Regions from separate parts of the Zea mays genome. Here region 1 is linked to region 2. The links are chromatin contacts, called in public Hi-C maps. All regions are on one chromosome and are shown on one strand. Each heading gives the region's core, a stretch centred on a gene start, on an enhancer-like site or on the middle of the called end of the contact. The rest is flanking DNA. Distances are from core to core; before and after follow the strand shown.

What was found. A called contact is a pair of places that touch in the nucleus more often than the background predicts.
Region 1: a Hi-C map of endosperm shows a contact between it and region 2, with 2.4 times the contacts expected there. The contact joins the promoter of LOC100274815 here to the promoter of LOC103639350 in region 2. A contact is called at or near these places in 2 of 25 Hi-C or Micro-C datasets (endosperm and tassel).

The regions. Positions count from the first base shown.
Region 1 is chr9:148,770,809-148,775,620 of Zm-B73-REFERENCE-NAM-5.0, forward strand. LOC100274815 reads right to left here and starts at 1,741. Exons shown (of 4, transcript NM_001349177.1): 1 at 1,132-1,741; 2 at 193-1,018. The coding sequence starts at 1,193.
Region 2 is chr9:148,414,057-148,418,683 of Zm-B73-REFERENCE-NAM-5.0, forward strand. It overlaps LOC103639350 (transcription initiation factor IIF subunit alpha), which reads left to right and starts at 2,897. Exons shown (of 9, transcript XM_008662113.3): 1 at 2,897-3,444; 2 at 3,593-3,757; 3 at 4,082-4,227; 4 at 4,452-4,627. The coding sequence starts at 3,199. It overlaps LOC100281549 (serine palmitoyltransferase 1), which reads left to right. Exons shown (of 13, transcript NM_001154468.2): 12 at 37-164; 13 at 254-650. The coding sequence ends at 430.

The sequences.
Region 1 (4,812 bases), core at 491-2,990, 360 kb after region 2:
AAAGTTTACAGAAATGTCCTACCCGCTCCTAATGCAGTGAGTTACTATGGAAACGTCGAGATTCCTGGCAGGAATTCCTCCAGCTCAAGAACTCAGCGCGACAAAAATTCAGTAATGGCGGCCCTAGATTCAGTAATAGCAGGAAAGAAATCTTTGGGGATCAGCCGAGAAAGAAACGCCTAGAAGCTTCACCTGGCGGGCGTGATCGTCGTCTGTGTGGAACGTGCCGTGGTACACCACGTAATCCAAGTCTGTCAAGGTGCAGACGACGTCGAAGAGCAGCTTGGGCCGGTCGCGGCAGCTCACTGTCACCACCGAGTACCCCCTCTCCACCCAATCCTGCACGGCGACCGCTGTGGGCGTGGGCGCCTCCGCCTCCGACTCCGCCCGGTCGGCGCGGCTCCCGGCCTCCCCGTCCTCGTTGAGAAGCTGGTGGAGCCTCCGGTCCATGTTGACGGCGGAGGCGTCTGCCCGGACCATCCTCGCGCCGAGCGCGCCGCCGCGGAGGACGTGCCGGAGCCTGGACTCCACGCGCCTGACCCGCGCCGCGTCGTCGATCGGCGAGCCGGTCTCCTCGTCGCGCACGAACACGAGCGCGGCGACGCGGCCGGCGTGCGTCCAGGCCCTGGCGTCGACGGTGCCGCAGCGGAGGTCGTGCAGCACGGCGAAGACCTCGGAGAGGAGGCCCGGGCGGTCGGCGCCGACGAGCTCGAGCAGGGTGGGCGTCCCGGCCCCCGCGGCGGCGGGCGGCGGGCGGGGCGGCAATGCGTCGGCGGAGAGCGAGGACTCGAGGCGCGCCAGCAGGGCGCCGGCGTCGGCCACCTTGCCGCCCGCGGCGTCGACGACGTGGAAGACGTCCATGAACCAGCGGCCGTCGTCGGAGGAGATGTAGCCTTTGCGGACGCAGACGCCGTGGTCGGACAGGGCCGCCACCGCGTCGAGCAGCACGCCGTGCTTCCTCGCGCTGTGCACCTGCACCAGCGTCGCCGTCGCGCACGCGCCGTTGTCCACCACCACCCTGCGGCGGCATCGCAGACCGATCAGTGACCGCTCCATCGAAGGATGCATCGAAGAAAGAGAACCGCAGGGGGGAAAAAGAATAGGTGGAATTGGCCTCCCGGCCTCCCTTACCTCGGGTTGTTCATGTGGCGCACGAAGAGCTCGTACACCTCGGAGGGGTTGTACCGCTCCATCGCCGCCGGAACCCTCTCCCTGCCTCGGCCTCTCCTCCTCCTGTGCCCCGCTTCAGTTTTCCGCGACGCGGCGACGGTTCCCTTTGCCCCGGGGGGAGAGCGTTTCTTTCCTTTCCGTGAGGGGAGGCGGAGATCTCGTTTCGGTCGGAGGGGTCGTAGATTTGGTTGGGACTTGGGAGTGTCGCGGTGGTTCAAAATCGGGTGCTGGAACGGTGGGTTTTCGCTCTGGTCTGGGCTTGCTGCCGCTTGCCGAGCCGTTGTGTGGTCTGCGTCTTTGTGTGTGCGGGTGTGGGGATCGCCGGGGTTGTCTTGGTCAGCGTCCGGCTGAAATGGGCGCGCGAGACCCGGGATTTCACGCGATCTTTGCCTCCGATTGGTGGGAGTGGGTCGGGTCCGGGAGTCAAACGGCGGTCGCGGGCGAGGAGAGGACCCGGGCAAACGGAATTGTATGTGGGTGGGCTGCTAGGGGTTGGAGACTTGGACCGAACGAAACGGGTCCTGCCGGGAAGTTGTAATAAAAAAGTTTTTGCGCCACTGCTAGTACTGGTAGGGGGCTAGAGGCTGCTAGTACATGAGAAAGGAAGACGCTGCCCGGCTGCCGTGTGGAAAAAGCTTCCGGGATCCGGTGGGAATGTGATGACTCACTGGTGTTGTCCTGGGAGGGAGGTGGGGGATCGCCGCCCTCTGGCTGGCCCATGCGTGGTTGCCACGCCCGCGCGCGGCGCGGAGACCCCTTTTCGGATTCTTTCGTGCGTGTAGCCGTCTCCATACAGTACTCGGTAGTCGGTCGCTAAGCACTCAGCCTTGTGCAGTGTATATAATCTAGTTTAGTAGTTTTAGCATCAGACTATCCGCAGTCGTGACCTCTAAATTTTTGCTCCTATATCATTTTTTAGTCACATGATTAACATTTCACCCCCTAACTTTTTTCATCTCCTGCAACGGTTCCTCATATATTATCCCTCTATATCCCTACAACTATAAAATATAATTTTCTAACCCTATTCATCTTTTATTACTATTTTTTCAACTATTAAATAGAGAAACACTGTGCAAGGAGGCGCTACAATGCTCCCCTTAATCTGGGAGAGCGGCGCGGCCTCCCCTAGCGTTGTAGCACGTAGGAGGCTCCCTACGCGTATACAGTGCTAGGGGAAGGGGCATGGCGCGGCATACGATGCGGACGGCCTCACCCTTCTCCATTGGCCATCGGTTTTTATTATTGCGAGATGCTATCATACTTTCGAAACCTGGTTCGATGTGATCCCGTCTAGGCTAGAAAAAAAGCTCGAACTCGACTCATTATTTAGAATAAGTTCGAGTCGAGCTTATTTTCTAGATCGAGAAAAAAGCGAGTCAGCTCGGTTCGATTCGGCTCACAAGCTGACTTGTGGCTCGACCCAACAACAATTTATTACATAAAATTTCAATTAGTATGCTTATATGTAGTGTTAGTCTAAATAGACAATTAGTTTATGTTTTTTAAGATTACTAAAATTAACCTATTTTCTATATTATATTAGTAATATTTATATTACTAATTAAAATATGTTACTAAAATTATTTTTGATATTTTATATTATATTTTAGAGAGCGAGTTCATGTTTATGATCAGTCTCGTTGGCTCGGATGGTTGAGCCGAGCTCGTCTCGTTTCCATCCCTAATCTTGCCTTTTATCCGTGTTACCCTTCCCGGCTCAGCAGTCATATCTTAATAGCACCGACCGGGGTCAACCACCCCACGACCACCACGCAGTTCGTTTTAGATTAAATCTAGTTATTCGAACTGGTGCAGATTTAATTTGTATAGACAAAAAAAATTGTAGAAGTAGAAGAGCTCGTCCACACCTGCCACGCTGCCACACACACACAGCTTGCCTGCGCGAGCACACGTACTGAAATGCTGCATCACGATCGGATGTGCTGCTGGCCCGCTCCCACCGGACGGTGGTCCCGAGCAGCAGGCAGGCGGGCAGGAAGGCATCTATCTGCTGCGTATGTTCAGACGACTCCAGTGGCTGATGGGCCAGTGCCACCGCGCGTTCCTTCCCTGTTGCTTGCCGTCCAAGCCAACCATTACCTGGAACTGGGATCCGCAGGACAAGTTCCTTTTTTTTTCTCCCCCTTGCCTTGCACCTGTCCAAGCTACGCCAAAGAAACGCGCCCGGATTTCACTCGGTCAGAGAAGGAAAACCGCCAGTGCGTGAGCACAAATAGAAAAGACTAATAAACAACAGGTCAAGAATTCAAAAGGATAATAAAGAGACTACTACTACCCATGGCCACCACATGCTCTTTTCACGGGAGAAAGGATGGATGTGTCGGCGATCGGCGTTGATTAATCGAGGTTAGTTGGTTGGTGCCTAATCCATCCATCCACCAACAGTGGTGCCTCCGCTGCGAATCGAAAGGCGCATCGATCAACAACTAGCGGAGTTCTCCATCGGTTTTGCTCGATCGAGGAGATCGCCAGCTGCAGCGCGCGGCCGGGCTCTTTGGTTTACATTTTTTTTTTCCACCTGGGTTTGCTTGCGAGGGAAGCACAGACTTTTTGCCATATGGGGGTACAGCGGCGGGTACGAGAGATCTGGAGAGGTTGTGTCATATCATATAACTGGGGGCGTTTCAAGTACTACTACTAGCTAGCATGATCGACCTGCAGATCTATATCGTTTTGACAAATGCCGTCCTTTTCCGCACATGCCCTTTTGATTCCGCTTGCGCGATTTTCTCCCGTCCCCGGCCCGCAGAATCCTCTCAGGGTTAGTTCTACAAGGTCGCGACTTTTTTGTTTTTTGGATCGTGATGGGAGAACATCACACGTGACCGTTCTTGCAAAGTTACAGTACAGTAGTAGTACACGCATCGTCCGTTTTCGACGCCGATCGTCAGTTTTCGTCACGGTCTGTCTTGTACACTACCTGTACGTACAGATCATCAGGGCGAACACAGAGGATCCTTTTTTTTTTTTGTTGATTCTCATTCGTTTAATTTCCTTGGCCGACGATAGATTACCTAGTGCCGCACCTGGCGTTATTCAAGCAGTTTCGCTTGGCTTTAATCCGAATCTAACCGCCAGATTTTTATTATCCCAAATAAATGCAACACATACCACAGTACGGTACGGGCTAGGGAAAGAATGTGACCCGTGCGTGCGTGCGTACATCACTGTGGCTGCTAGGCTAGGCTACTGGATCACGTTGTCGAGACCACCCTATATATACTACGTAATCCATTCGCAACTTGCGGATCGGGACCACATGGCCACGTACAGGCGGCACACACGAGAAAACGACCGGTGTCCCGCCCCACGGCACGTCGTCGGCACCGTGAAACGCGCCCCATTGGATGGCGCCCGCCGGCCAGCAGATCTGTGCGTCGTTGCGTGCGACGGCAACACGGCCCTACCGGCTGCGGTCCGACGCGAACACTCGCGCGGCGGCGGCGGCGGCGGCACTGGCACCAGGCGCTCCGTTGGTCACAACACACACAGGTCACGTCTCGCCGGCCCAATGGAACGCCGGTGCTTTGCTGTCGAAACGCGACGCGCTCGATCGGCTTGGTCCTCGCCCTGTCCTCCTCCGTGAACAGGACAACAATTCTGTGTGTATTGTTGTGC
Region 2 (4,627 bases), core at 1,647-4,146:
GCCACCATCTCAACACTCTTTGTATTCACTCTGCAGAACTATCAGATACTCCAGGGCTTGAAATTTCCAGCCATGTTCTGTCACCTATCGTCTTCCTTAAGCTGAAGAAGTCGACTGGTTCTCCTACCACTGATCTAGACCTTCTTGAAACTATTGCTGACAAGGTAAGTTCGGATCAATTTCTAATAAAATTTCAAGGTGCAGTTTATATGACTTTTCGCAAGCAACTGTTTACACATTCTTTCCCCAACAGGCCTTGAAGGAAGACTCAGTTTTCGTTGTGACATCAAAGAAATCAAATCTGGATAGGTGCAAACTTCCCATTGGAATCCGCCTGTTTGTATCAGCTGGCCATACTGAATTAGACATCTCCAGGCTTTCCTCATCCTTGAAGAGGGTTTCTGCATCGGTTCTTTCAGATTACTTTTGATCCACATCGGATTCCCTTAAGACGAAAGCCATCCATTTTCTACGCGCTTTGTACTCTAGGCCGTGTGTGTTTGGTAAATGTACATAACCTGTACATTTCTACATGTTATGAATTGACCTTGTTGCAAAATAAAATTTTGTAGAATGGTTATACTCCCTCCGTTCTTTTTTATTTGTTGCGTTTTAGTTCAAAAATCAACTAGCGAGCAACAAATATTCGAGAACGGAGGTATTATGTTGAAGTATAGTGCGTTTGTGCTGTACATCTTGCTCTTTTCCATGTAGTGATGATTTCCCTGAATCCACATACGAGCTTGTTCTCTTTTTTATCGGAAGATGAACGGACTTACTTTTAAACAAATACAACACCCACCTTTGTTGTGTTGTTAGTTGACTCATTTGAATCCACAAACAAGCATGTTCATGCACATTTCTTATTACTATATAAAGCATCAGTTTTCAGTCTTGCTGTCACCTTTCTCCTTTCTGTTTTATACAAAAATAAGATAAAATTATACACAAGTAGATTTTAAACCTTGATTGTTGGCTCCTATTCACACTCACCAACCAATATAAACATATATTTTATATTTATTAAAATAAAGTCTAACCATACAAAATTCTCATTCAAAATTCTCATTGGAACTTGTCCATACATATATCGTCTCATATACCATCTGATTGGTTGCCTATATCCTTGTAACCATCAAAATTTTATTGGAACTTGTCCATACATATACCATCTGATTGGTTGTCCGTATCGTCTTATTCTGAACCACCGCATATGTTAACTTTATTTGAAATTATAGTTGGTTATCTGGGTATGAGAAACGTGGGCCACATAAGCAGATGAAGATAAGTTTTTTTGGTTGTATATACCGATACAACTAAATGGTGCGTATCGAGCTAGCCACCCTCCTGTCCACCCTCTCGAACCCGTGCACGAGTGCGCGGACATCCAATCAGCTCCATAAGCTCATCACAAACCTCTTGCTAAATATTTTTGGATTAAAATATACTTTAATTGTCTAAATATCTAAGATCGCATAACACAATTCGCTACAAAGCCGTTATAAAAGATCCAAATCCCGTATCGATCACTGAAAAATGTTATCGTGGCTTTTACGTCACCGTTTCATTTTTCTTACGTTTTTTCTACGCTACTGTCGTCTATTTTAGCTAAAACAACATAACATGAGTACGAAATATTATTTGTTATTTTACTTATGTTGTTCCTAGGGCCGTACTTAAGGGGGTCTAGCTGGGCGGCCGTCCAGGGCCCTCAAAATATTAGGGCCCTCAACAGTAGCGAAGCTAGCAAATATTTTATCGGGGTCATCAGTATTAACTACTGGATCTTTACTATAGAACTTTTGTTATTAACACCGTTTTCTTTTAGATATTCAAAAAATTACCGGGGTCGGCTGACCCCAAAATAAGGGCTGACTCCGCCCCTGGCCCTCAAGTATATACTTAAGTATAGTATTTGGTTATTTAATTTTTCTAAACAGTGTTCGTTCGGTTCAATCGTCCAATGCTAAGCGAGTAGCTTAGCCTCTGATGTCTTGCTAACATCCAAAAAACATAATTTATGTGGCGGTGCAGCCACCATGTCGCCAAAGGACTAGATAGCCTGGACATGACTACAAACGTCAGGACACGCTGTCGACGATCGACCTTCACATATACACATATGCGTGTACCATAGACAAGACAAGAGCTAGCTAATTGTGTTTGCCATTAGGTCCATCAAAATATGTGTTTATAATTATACAAATGCACATATATAGCCCCGTTTCGTTCCTAAAACTAAATTTTAGTGCAGGTCACATTGGATGTTTGGATGTTAGTAAGAAATATTAAATATAGTCTAATTATAAAAGTAATTGCACAAATAGGAACTAAACGATAAGACAGAGCTACTAAACCTAATTGGTTTATAATTTGCTCATATGATGCTACAATAAACATTTGCTAATCATTGATTAATTAGAATTAATAAATTTATTTTGTCGCTTAGTCTTTAACTATACAATTAGTTTTATAATTAGACTATATTTAATATTTATAATAATCATTTAAACATCTAATATAACATACGCTAAATTTTAGTTCATATACTACGTGATTGGTTGCAGTGCCAATGCGAGCCATGCTCGCGCCGGCCTGGGCGACCGGGGAAGCTCCTCTCCTGTGTCTCCGCGCGTGCAGGCTGAGGGCTGGAAAAACGTCTGGCCTGCTTCCGCGCGTGCAGGCTGCGTCCGGATGGCACAGACAACCAATCACATACCCGTTCATGGTCAATGCACACAACAGACCTGTGTCTGGCTATCCGAGCAACCAATCACACCCATAACCTCGTAGTTAGCCCAGGGTTCCCGAAATCTCAGGCACGGCCCTGTTGTTCCATCCTCCTGTTTCACTCTTCCCATGTCTCCTCTCTTCTCGCGTAGTGGTTGCCAATGAAAACCGAAAACAGTCCATACTGATTTGTTCCCCGTGAACGAGCCATGAATGTGAGTCGGTGATGATTTCGGTTTCCTAGGGGCCTAGCCCATCATTAGCACACGGCCCGACGACACCTTCCGCGGGTTGTAAAACTTGGAAAGGCCCACGTGAACGCACCGTGGGCAGCGTTCCGTCCCCGCCCCATGCGATGCCGGAAACGAACCAAACGAGAAAGTAGAAACCACTAAACCACCAGTTCTTGCCGTTTTCGACCCCAGCCGTTAAAAGCGCCACGCGTGACGCGCCCACGCCGCCTTCCACATGGCCTCAAACCAAACGAACCAAACCCTACGTAGCGAGCACACCGCGGGCGGCGGCATAAGCATGGGGAGCGTCGCGCCCGCCGAACTGGTCCTGAAGGCGGCGTGCGAGCGCTGCGGTGCAGCGTCGGGACTCTACGCGACGTCGTGCCGGCACACCACGCTCTGCTCCGACTGTGGCATGACCTTGGCGCTCGCCCGCGGGCGTTGCACCGTGTGCAGCGCCCCCGTTACCAGGCTCATCCGGGTACGGTACGGCCCCGCGCCGTCTCTAATGCGAGATATCATCTAATGCAGTTCCTCGTTGGCAATCGGGCGAGCAATGCAGATGCAGCTATCTGCGTATCGTTTGTTCCCCCGGTGATTTCTCGTTATTCACACCGCTCGCTCTGCAGGAGTACGATGTCCGGGTGGATACCTCCGCGGAGAAGGAGAAGACCCACTACATCGGCAGGTTCACCACCGGCTTGCCGCCCTTATCGAATGAGAGGAGCGCAGGGAATAGATGGACTCTTCGCAAGGATGTCCCCCATGGACAGCAGCTTACTGGGAATATGCGGGTACTGGCTTGATGATCATAGTTGCCATTCTTTTGCTTTGGACGACCTGACAATTCTGTCACCCAATTAGTGTCCTTAACCATACATAGAAAACAGTGTTACAATGGTGAACCTGAGTAAATTCTAATTATCCACAATCAATCTAAATAACACAATAGTTACTGCAAAGTAGTTATGCTTTATCAGACATCTCGTATCAGTTGCAAATTGGCAGTATGCAGTTGACAAATATGTATTGCTAGAAGATATCTGTTCAATAGCAACTTACGGACAATAAGCTGATGTTTCCCCTGTTAAACCATGTGCACGCATTTGATAAAACAGGACAAGCACTACAGCAAGATGCCATGGATTCTGGAGGATGAGACGGGGGAACATCAGTATCAGGGCCAAACTGAGGATCCACCTGCCACATACTATTCGCTTACGCAAAAAGGCAATGACATGATTGCTGTTCAAGTTGGTTCCTGGTACTATACTCTCTGCTTCCCTCTGTTGTTATTAGTCTTCAAATGAATATATCCATCATCTGAACATACATGCTTGCAAGATTCAAGTACGTTAAATTGTATATATTTCATCAAGTCTTGGCATTACTAATTGTGTGTCAGTAAGCTCCTAGTATAATTTCTTTTGAGATGAGTGCTCTCTTAATTTTGTTAGAGCGTTCTTACAGTCTCTCATGCCCTATCAGGTACAACTTCAGTAAAATTGCACAGTACAAACAGCTGACCTTGGAAGAAGCTGAAGAGAAAATGAATAGAAGGAGAAGCAGTGCATCTGGGTATGAACGATGGATGATGAAGGCAGCTACAAATGGACCTGATGCCTTTAGTTCAGTTGTGAAGAGGCTTGATGATGTAAATAGAG